Regions from separate parts of the Mus musculus genome. Here all the other regions are linked to region 2. The links are chromatin contacts, called in public HiChIP or PLAC-seq and promoter capture Hi-C maps. All regions are on one chromosome and are shown on one strand. The core of a region is the stretch at or near the end of the contact, and the rest is flanking DNA. Distances in the headings are between cores, read along the strand shown. Region 1 holds the start of Cdh1 (cadherin 1). Region 2 holds the start of Slc12a4 (solute carrier family 12, member 4). Region 3 holds the start of Elmo3 (engulfment and cell motility 3).

Region 1 (2,765 bases), core at 21-2,520, 640 kb after region 2:
GCATTGACTGCCTTTCGAAAGGACCGGGTTCAAATCCCAGCACCCCCATGGCATTTCACAACTGGCTGTAATTCTAGTTCCAAGGGACCTGACATCCTCACACCAATACACATAAACAAAATAAATTATTAAAAAATAAAACCCAACAGAACAACTGATGAGGAGGGCTGGAGAGATGGCTCAGTGGTTGAGAGCACTGGCTGCTTCCAAAGGACCCAGGTTCAAATCCCAGCAACCACATGGTAGTTACAGCTGTCTGTAATTCCAGTTCCAGGAGATCTGATACCCTCACATAGACATACACGGAGGGAGAACAATGTAAGTAAAAGATTTAAAATAAAAAGCAACAACAACAAAACAAAACAAAACAAAAAACCTGATGGATGTGGGATGCATAGGATGCTGCTACTTGGGGGTCCCAAGGTCAAAGCCAGTCTGGGTTACCTAGTCCTGAGAACTGAAGTTAAGAGAACAGATTTTAGCCGGGCAGTAAGGTAGTGGGTACCTGTAGCTCCATCCCAGAAGTGAGAAGGCTGAGTTTGAACAATGATGAGTTTAAAGCCATGCTGGGCTACATAGCAAGGCTATGTCTCAAAAGGGAGCCGGTCAGGTGTTAGAAAATTAGATTAGCCTGGTCTGGTACCCCACTTGTGCAATCCCAGCATTCGGGAGACTGAAACAGGAGGATGGCTAAGACTAAGACAATTCCAGGCCCACCTGAGTTGGAAAACAAACAAACAAAAAAGCTACCAAACAAAATAAAACCGTCGGAGAAATAGCTCAGTCAGTAAAGGCCAATGGCGGCAATGCAATCCCAAGACCCTCTTGGTGGAAGAAGAGAATTGACTCTTGAAGGCTGTCGTCTTATCTCCACAATCGGTCTGTGGCACGTGCGTTTGCGAGCACAGGATCGCGCTCTCGCCCGCGCACGCACCCCTCCCCCCATGTTAAAATGTCATTTAAAATCCCTAAGCAAACAAACTCATCCAACCAAAGAAAATAAAAACATAAGAAACAAAACGGAAACCTAGATGATGAATAAAGTCCTTTGTAACTCCATGTCTCCGTGGGTCAGAGCACAGCTAGGCTAGGATTCGAACGACCGTGGAATAGGAAGCTGGGAAGTCTTCTAAGGCCGGCCCCATGCCACCAACTACAGACAGGGGTGGAGGAAGTTGAGGGCCCTGCAGTTCCTTGGCTGCCACCTGCAGGTGCGTCCCCAGCCAATCAGCGGCGCCGGGGGCGGTGCCTGCGGGCTCACCTGGCGGCCGCAGCCTCTGCGCTGCTCACTGGTGTGGGAGCCGCGGCGCACTACTGAGTTCCCAAGAACTTCTGCTAGACTCCTGCCCGGCCTAACCCGGCCCTGCCCGACCGCACCCGAGCTCAGTGTTTGCTCGGCGTCTGCCGGGTCCGCCATGGGAGCCCGGTGCCGCAGCTTTTCCGCGCTCCTGCTCCTGCTGCAGGTATGTGGAGGGTCCTGACTCGTGCCCCATGATCCGCTTCGCTGTGTTTTTCTGCCGGCTGTGGTCCCGCTTCCCTTCTTCCAAGAAAGTTGGGATCCGGAGGGCCAGATCGCCCTGGGCGCTGCGCGGTGCGGGGCTGAGTGCGGTGGAGTGGGAGGGAGGTCCAGGCGGGCGCGGAGTGGTCGCCTCTGGCGCAGGTTCCCAGGTGGGGGCGCGCCACGCTGCCGGCTCCCGGGTCCCCGGGTTGAGCAGGGTCCCTGTTTGAGACAGAGGAGGCGTGGAGCAGGATGGGGGCCTGCCTGTAGAAGGTGGGGTGCTGAAGTAGCGCGGACGATCCGAGATAAGGGAAGGGATTTTAGTATTATAAAAGCACCTGTCCTGTTAGGGAGGGACCGTAGATTGGGGTACCCGAGAGGAGTCTGCGGGTGTGCGTTGAGACCGTTCGCGGTCGAAGGAAAGTGGTGTCCGGAAGAGTCAAGGCGTCTCCAGTGAGATGCAAATGGAGCTAGGAGAGGAAGGTGGACTAGGTTGCCAGGTGGTGGCCCCAGATGTCCCCTCCCCCAAAGGCTTTTGGAGCTTGGCGGCTGGTTTCGGGATGAGCGGATAGCGTCCCTGTGTGCCCTGAGGGGGGTCCTCCCCACTAATCCCGGCGCCCGAGGCGAGGGAAGGGTTACCCTTGGTTTCGGTGTGGGCTGCTGGGAACCCCCTCAAGTCACCAGTTTGCTTACTTTACCTCCATCCCAGGTCTCCTCATGGCTTTGCCAGGAGCTGGAGCCTGAGTCCTGCAGTCCCGGCTTCAGTTCCGAGGTCTACACCTTCCCGGTGCCGGAGAGGCACCTGGAGAGAGGCCATGTCCTGGGCAGAGGTAAGGGAAACTGATGGTGTTACTCGGCCGAGTGGGGTCGGGTAGTGAAGGCGCCAAGAAATCGTGCTACCATGCTGGTAGGGTGGAATGGACAAAACTCTTCCTTGGAATTTACGGCAGATTTGGGAGTCTTATTTATCGATTGTGGTTGATCAAGGTAGATATGTCTGGCTCTGCTATTTATACGGGGCAGAAATGGGCCAAGGGTATTTAGAGGTCATCGGTATTCCTCCAACTGATTACTGGAGCCGGTCTATCATTTCAGACCGCCAAACCTGCTGGGTAGAGCCAGTTGGACTGTAGTTCCATTTAATGATGAGCAATTGGAGGCTCATAGAGTGACTTCACAGGGTCAGCAGGGCAGGCATTTGAACCGGGATTTGACTCCCACTATTTAGGTATAGTCACTGAGGAACCGGTTCATAATGACTTGTGGT
Region 2 (2,700 bases), core at 139-2,638:
TGGGATCTAGGGTTACTTACACACAGCTGTGAAACCTGACAAATCTCCGTGACATCTGCAGTCCATGCCCCTGGCCTGTATGTCCACATGGCAGGCAGGTCATTCAGTCACCGTTCACATGAAGCACAGACTACCCCTCAAGCATGTCACCATCACAGACCTATCAGATAGCCTCCGATACCATCACCAGACACAACACACATTTCCTACACCTTTCTATCACGGTCAGCCTCAGACATCACAGGCATTTGTTATCATAGCACCAGGCTCATCACTGGCAGCCTTCCTGGAAACAGTAGCCATAAGGACGTCCTGACCTGACCCTGTGATACTCAGCGACACACGTGCATTTACACATGCCTGGACAGCTATACAGACAGACACATATAACCAGGACCGTTCCCATTCCAAGTGTGAGGAGCCTCCGTGGGTGGAAGATGGAGAGATGGGGCACTGGAAGGGAGAAAGGGTTTACCTCTATAACCAGCCCTGATACCTAGGTTAAGGCACTACATTCTCATATCCGGGTTTGAATCCCACTGGAACAAGTTACATAACTCTTCCCCACCGCCCTTCACTCCTTCCTAAGTGCGAGTAACAGAACCTGTCCCATGGGGGAGGTTGGGAGGATTAAAGCGAGTTGCTTCATGTACAGTGCCTAGACAAGCCTGGCCCCGTGTGACTGCTCCCTAGGTGTCCATGATACGCACAGATCTACGTAGACCAAGGCCAACACAGGCTCTTCAGCGAGCACACCCTTTGCTCCTACCGGGCCAGTGTGCAAGGAGGCAGGGGTAGGGAAAGGACAAGAGAGGGGCGGTGAGTCATAGAGGAAGAGAGGGTGACACTCAAGAGGATGGGGGCGATTCACAGAAAGTGAGGAAGCTACAATCCAGGCTTCCATTGGACCCAGACCCGTGGCGCGTTCGGCGCCAGCCTAAGCAAGGCAGCCCGTTACCCGGCCTCCCAAGGCGGCCACGTCTGCAGCCCCCGCCCGCGGCCCTCGGGGGAGGAGCTGGGAGTGGGTGGAGGACGACCTAGCCCGGGAGTCCCGGACCAAAAAGACTCATCGGTCTGAGCGCGCAAGGAGCAAGAAAAGTGGAGTCCTGCATGGACGTCTGCGCGCGCGGTCCGAAGGCGCGAGTCCCGTGTAGATGCCCCCCGTCCCGGCCACAGCCCCCGCCGGGCGCACCCTCACCGTCCGAGTCTTCCCGCTCGGCGCGCTCGCCGTAGTCCACCCAACTGAGCCCCTCGAGGTTGTCATAGTCGCCGCGTCGCGGCCCGTCCACCGGCACCACGGTGAAGTGAGGCATCGCGCGCGCTTGGCCCGCGGTCCCGGCCTCCAGCCGGCAGTCCCCGCCGCCCCAGGCTGGCCCGCCCCGCCCGCTCGCATTCCACCCCGCTGCGCTCACTTCCTCCACCCGCCCCCCGGGCCGCCCCTCGGGGGCGGGGAGCAGGAGGGGCTCGGGTCGGCTCCTCCCCGAGGGGGGATGAGAGGACCCCGGGAACGAAGTACTCTAGCTGCTGGAGGGTAGGGTTCCTGTGTGTCTTTGGGTAAGGGGTTGCCCTCTCTGAGCCCCAAATGCGATACTTAATAAAGTGAGGGAAAGTATTTTAACTTTTAGGGGTATTATGATGGTGAGACGGGGCGCAGGGTGCACTGGCTCTGTTCCCTGAATCTAATTAGCTCTCAGTCACTTTTTGTTATTTAGCGGGAAAGCTAGCAGGACCTGGTCAATGTCACAGTGACCACCCCAAACCTCCTCAAGTCTTTCATCACCCTCACATACATACTCTTCCATAGCGGGAAAGCTAGCAGGACCTGGTCAATGTCACAGTGACCACCCCAAACCTCCTCAAGTCTTTCATCACCCTCACATACATACTCTTCCATTACCATCATTTCTCTCTAACGCTTCTCCAGGACTTTGGTAGCCTACGGTCTCTCCCTCAGTTCTGCTCGCTGCAGCCTCTCCCTTAGCAGGTGGTTGAAGATCGTATGCCCTTCCTAGAGGAGTCCGCTCCCTCCTCGCTAGAGGTTACACCGGCCCATCCCTCATCGACACTTTGGGATAGCCCAGTTATCTCATTTGAACTTGCTCCTTCATAACCTCACCTCCTGGAGGTTCCTGCACCCGAGTCCTTTCCTTTCTTGGTGCTAACTTCTTTCACACTCAGATAACTTACCTAGTCGCCTTGACTTGAGAATTTTTATCTTTCTGAGTTGTTCTTTTGGCCTCTTCCCCCACCCCACCCCGCTTCCTTCCTATCAGAAAGCTCCAGGGCTCATCTTTCTGCTCTATCTCCATTCTTTCTCCCTTTCTGGTGTAGCCTTTAGAATTTGGGCTGACTCTAGAATCCGCGCCCTCTGCTGCCACCCGCCAGCCCCAACTGCCTGGGTGGGCCGCTCGGCTAGGACCTCCCTGAAGCAGCTCAACAACTAACCCTTCCCAGTCAGCTCTTCCGGGCTGCAATCGGCCTCCCTCTCTTTCTGGCACCTTTAACTGCTTTCCAGCTGTGCGCGCGTGCTCTCGGCTCTGCATCTCCTATCCTGCACTCTCTGTATAGAAGGCTCACTGGTTACAAGCTTTTGTTGTTCTTGCCCCAGACCCAAGTTCAGTCCCCAGCACCCACATCAGGTAGCTTATGACTGCATATGTCTCTAGCTCCAGGGGATCTGATGCCCTCCAGCTCCCTCAG
Region 3 (2,700 bases), core at 137-2,636, 660 kb before region 2:
TCTTCGACCCCACGAGAGGTAGGCGGTGTTCCTCCTTTTGATTGGATGCAGGGCATAAGGAGCATAGTTTGAGTTCTGGGTTCCCTTCTAAGGGTATCTGCTGGGTATCCCAGAAAAAGGGTGAGGTTCCTAATGGGCCTGTGTGGGGGTCTCATTCCTGGGCTTTGGTGGGTGGAGGCGCAAGAGCCAGAATCTGAATGAATTGTGTTCATTCCCAGAGTGCATGAGCTCCGAGCTGCTGGAAGAACTGATGTCTTCAGAAGGTGGGTAGCCCAGGAAGATAAGGGTAGCTGTGAGCAAGGGGGTGGGTGACTGCTGGGGGTCTTGGCCTAAGACCTCAGCCTAATGCTTTCTGCAGTGTTTGCCCCCCTCCTCCGACTTTCTCCACCTCCCGGAGACCACGATTACATCTACAACCTGGACGAGAGTGAAGGTGTCTGTGATCTCTTTGATGTTCCTGTTCTCAAACTCTGACTGACAGGGACATGTCCTGTGCAGCTGCAACCCAGACTGTCTGGGCCTGGAGCCAACTAGGGACTGCCCCCCACCCCCACCCTAACCCCAAGAGCCCAACTCTTGGCTTACTCAGCCTTTTCTGGTCGCTCAGTTCGGGCTGTGCTCTCCTGTCTTGCACTGGCACTTGTGACTGTGCTAGCATAGCTGGGCAGAGAGCTTAGCCCTCTCTACATGGAGCCTTCCCCAGCCAGGCTCAGCTGCCCCTCAGTGGCACCTCTGCCTTGTTCCTACCAGTCACTATGAAGGAGGTTCAGAGAGAGGGTGGTGCTGGGTGGTTGCCTACCATCACCTTTCCTTTCCCACCTGCTCACCCTGCAGCCTCTGGACATCTCGGATGCTCCCTGAGAGTCCTGGGATCTCTGGGCAGTCATGGTGGAGGGGGTTAATAAGGAATTGCTGTGTCTAGCTAGGAGTCTGGGAGGGTTGGTACCTAAGAATGGCTCCAGCTCCTGCCCACCCACCCCCATCTCCCTTCACTTCCACTTATTCACTTACCCTCATTTAGAGCCATTGCAGAGATTTAGAAAGATTTACAGTAACGAATGAATTCCTATATAAAGATTATTTTTATACTTTTTTCAACAAAAGGAAATGTAATATTTGTACAGCATTCAAGTGAATAAAGACATGCCTAAGGCTATCTCTGATCTGGTTCTTTGGGGCCCCTACCTGGGACGCTGGATTGTTGCTGAGACTGGGTGGGTCACCTTACTGGAATGGGAGGTGTGGCTGCTGTGTAGGAAGCCTGCTGCCACAGCCTCTACCTGCTGCACCTTGGTGTGGGGCGGGGCCAGGCAGGCCTCTACGGGGCGGAGCAGGGCAGGGCAGGCGGGGTCTTACCCTCCTACCCCTGAGATTAACCCGGAACTAACAGGCTCCTTTGGGAAGGCCTCGGAGCCCGATCAGGAGTGGGAACCTGGGCTGTGAGTGCAGGCTACAAGTCCTAGACCCTAGACCGGGTGCACTCTCGGCGGGAGGTGGCACATTAGTGCCAAGTGCCAGCGGCCACCGCGGCTGGACTATGGCGCCCCCGCGGAATGTGGTGAAGATTGCTGTTCAGATGTCTGACGCCATCCCACAGCTTATCCAGCTAGACCAGGTCAATGGGACTGTCCAAACTCCGCCTCTCGCTTCTGGGTTGTTCCTTTTCCCTCTGGCCAGCCCAGCCCACCCCTCCCAGAAGTCCCTCACCCCAACTCTTTACCGTCGCAACTTGAGTGACAACTCCACTTACAGGCAAAGCCCCTGGCCACTGTACTGAAGGAGGTGTGTGACGCGTAAGTGCTGTGCCGCAAGCCTGGGCAAAGTGGGGGAGGGGCAGGTGGGAGAGGCGCTCCTGGACGTCCCTGGCAGCTTCCTGCCCGCCCCCCCCCCCCCAACACAGGTGGAGCCTGACTCATCCGGAGCACTATGCCCTGCAGTTTGCTGATGGGCACAGGAAATACATCACAGAGAATGTGAGCCCCCCTCCTAGCCCCACATTCCTCAGGATCCCTTTAACCCACCTGGTTTCGATTCCATGGTTTCATTCTCCCTGCTCTGAATGTGAGCTCTTGTACTGACAACCCCAACCCCACCAGTGGATGAGCCGGGTGACTATTTCACAGAGCCCTCCTTAACTGTGCTCCTTTCTGCTGTTCCCTCCAGAACCGCTTGGAGATCAAGAATGGAAGCATCCTGTGTCTCAGCACTGCCCCAGTAATGTTCCCTTCAGCCCTCTCCTCTCCCTTCCTCCCCCTCTGCAGCTGGTTCGGAGGCCCCAGCTCCTTAGTGCCCTACCTAGTGGGCACCCAGACCATCACAGCTCCAGTTGTAGGGGTAACATTCTCTAACCACATCCATCTTTCCTCTACTGCTCCTGGCAGGATCTGAAGGCCCAGCAGCTACTGGGTAGACTGCAGAATACAAGTCGTGAAGGGTGCTGTGAAGTCCTGAGAAACCTGGTCCTGCTGGCCTCAGACATGACCTTTGCCCAGGAGGTCATCAGTCGTGATGGGCTTCAGAAACTAAGCACCATCATTGAAAATGGGGATGAGTGAGCACAGGGCCCAGGTGGACTGGAGGACGTGGTAGGGCTTGGAAATCTTGCTCTGATCCTACTCATCCCCAGATGTTCTCTGTAGCCTAGGGGAGATGCTGGCCCTTGGTCTAAGGGCTTTCTTGGAGCTCATGGAACACGGTGTA

Evidence for each region. Promoter capture Hi-C pulls out the DNA fragments that hold promoters and counts their contacts. HiChIP or PLAC-seq counts read pairs in DNA pulled down with a chosen protein or histone mark.
Region 1: an H3K4me3 HiChIP or PLAC-seq map of embryonic stem cells shows a contact between it and region 2, with 7 read pairs. The contact joins the promoter of Cdh1 here to the promoter of Slc12a4 in region 2. A contact is called at or near these places in 1 of 39 promoter capture datasets (embryonic stem cells), 1 of 484 Hi-C or Micro-C datasets (embryonic stem cells) and 1 of 115 datasets of contacts at active chromatin or transcription factors (embryonic stem cells).
Region 3: a promoter capture Hi-C map of liver shows a contact between it and region 2, with 2.7 times the contacts expected there. The contact joins the promoter of Elmo3 here to the promoter of Slc12a4 in region 2. A contact is called at or near these places in 2 of 39 promoter capture datasets (both in liver).

What each region holds. Positions count from the first base shown.
Region 1 is chr8:106,602,080-106,604,844 of GRCm38.p6, forward strand. Cdh1 (cadherin 1) reads left to right here and starts at 1,271. Exons shown (of 16, transcript NM_009864.3): 1 at 1,271-1,463; 2 at 2,208-2,328. The coding sequence starts at 1,416.
Region 2 is chr8:105,964,727-105,967,426 of GRCm38.p6, forward strand. Slc12a4 (solute carrier family 12, member 4) reads right to left here and starts at 1,389. Exons shown (of 24, transcript NM_009195.3): 1 at 1,199-1,389. The coding sequence starts at 1,313.
Region 3 is chr8:105,304,215-105,306,914 of GRCm38.p6, forward strand. Elmo3 (engulfment and cell motility 3) reads left to right here and starts at 1,387. Exons shown (of 20, transcript NM_172760.3): 1 at 1,387-1,615; 2 at 1,753-1,793; 3 at 1,901-1,973; 4 at 2,164-2,214; 5 at 2,382-2,551; 6 at 2,640-2,700. The coding sequence starts at 1,538. It overlaps E2f4 (E2F transcription factor 4), which reads left to right. Exons shown (of 10, transcript NM_148952.1): 8 at 1-18; 9 at 219-263; 10 at 359-1,156. The coding sequence ends at 474.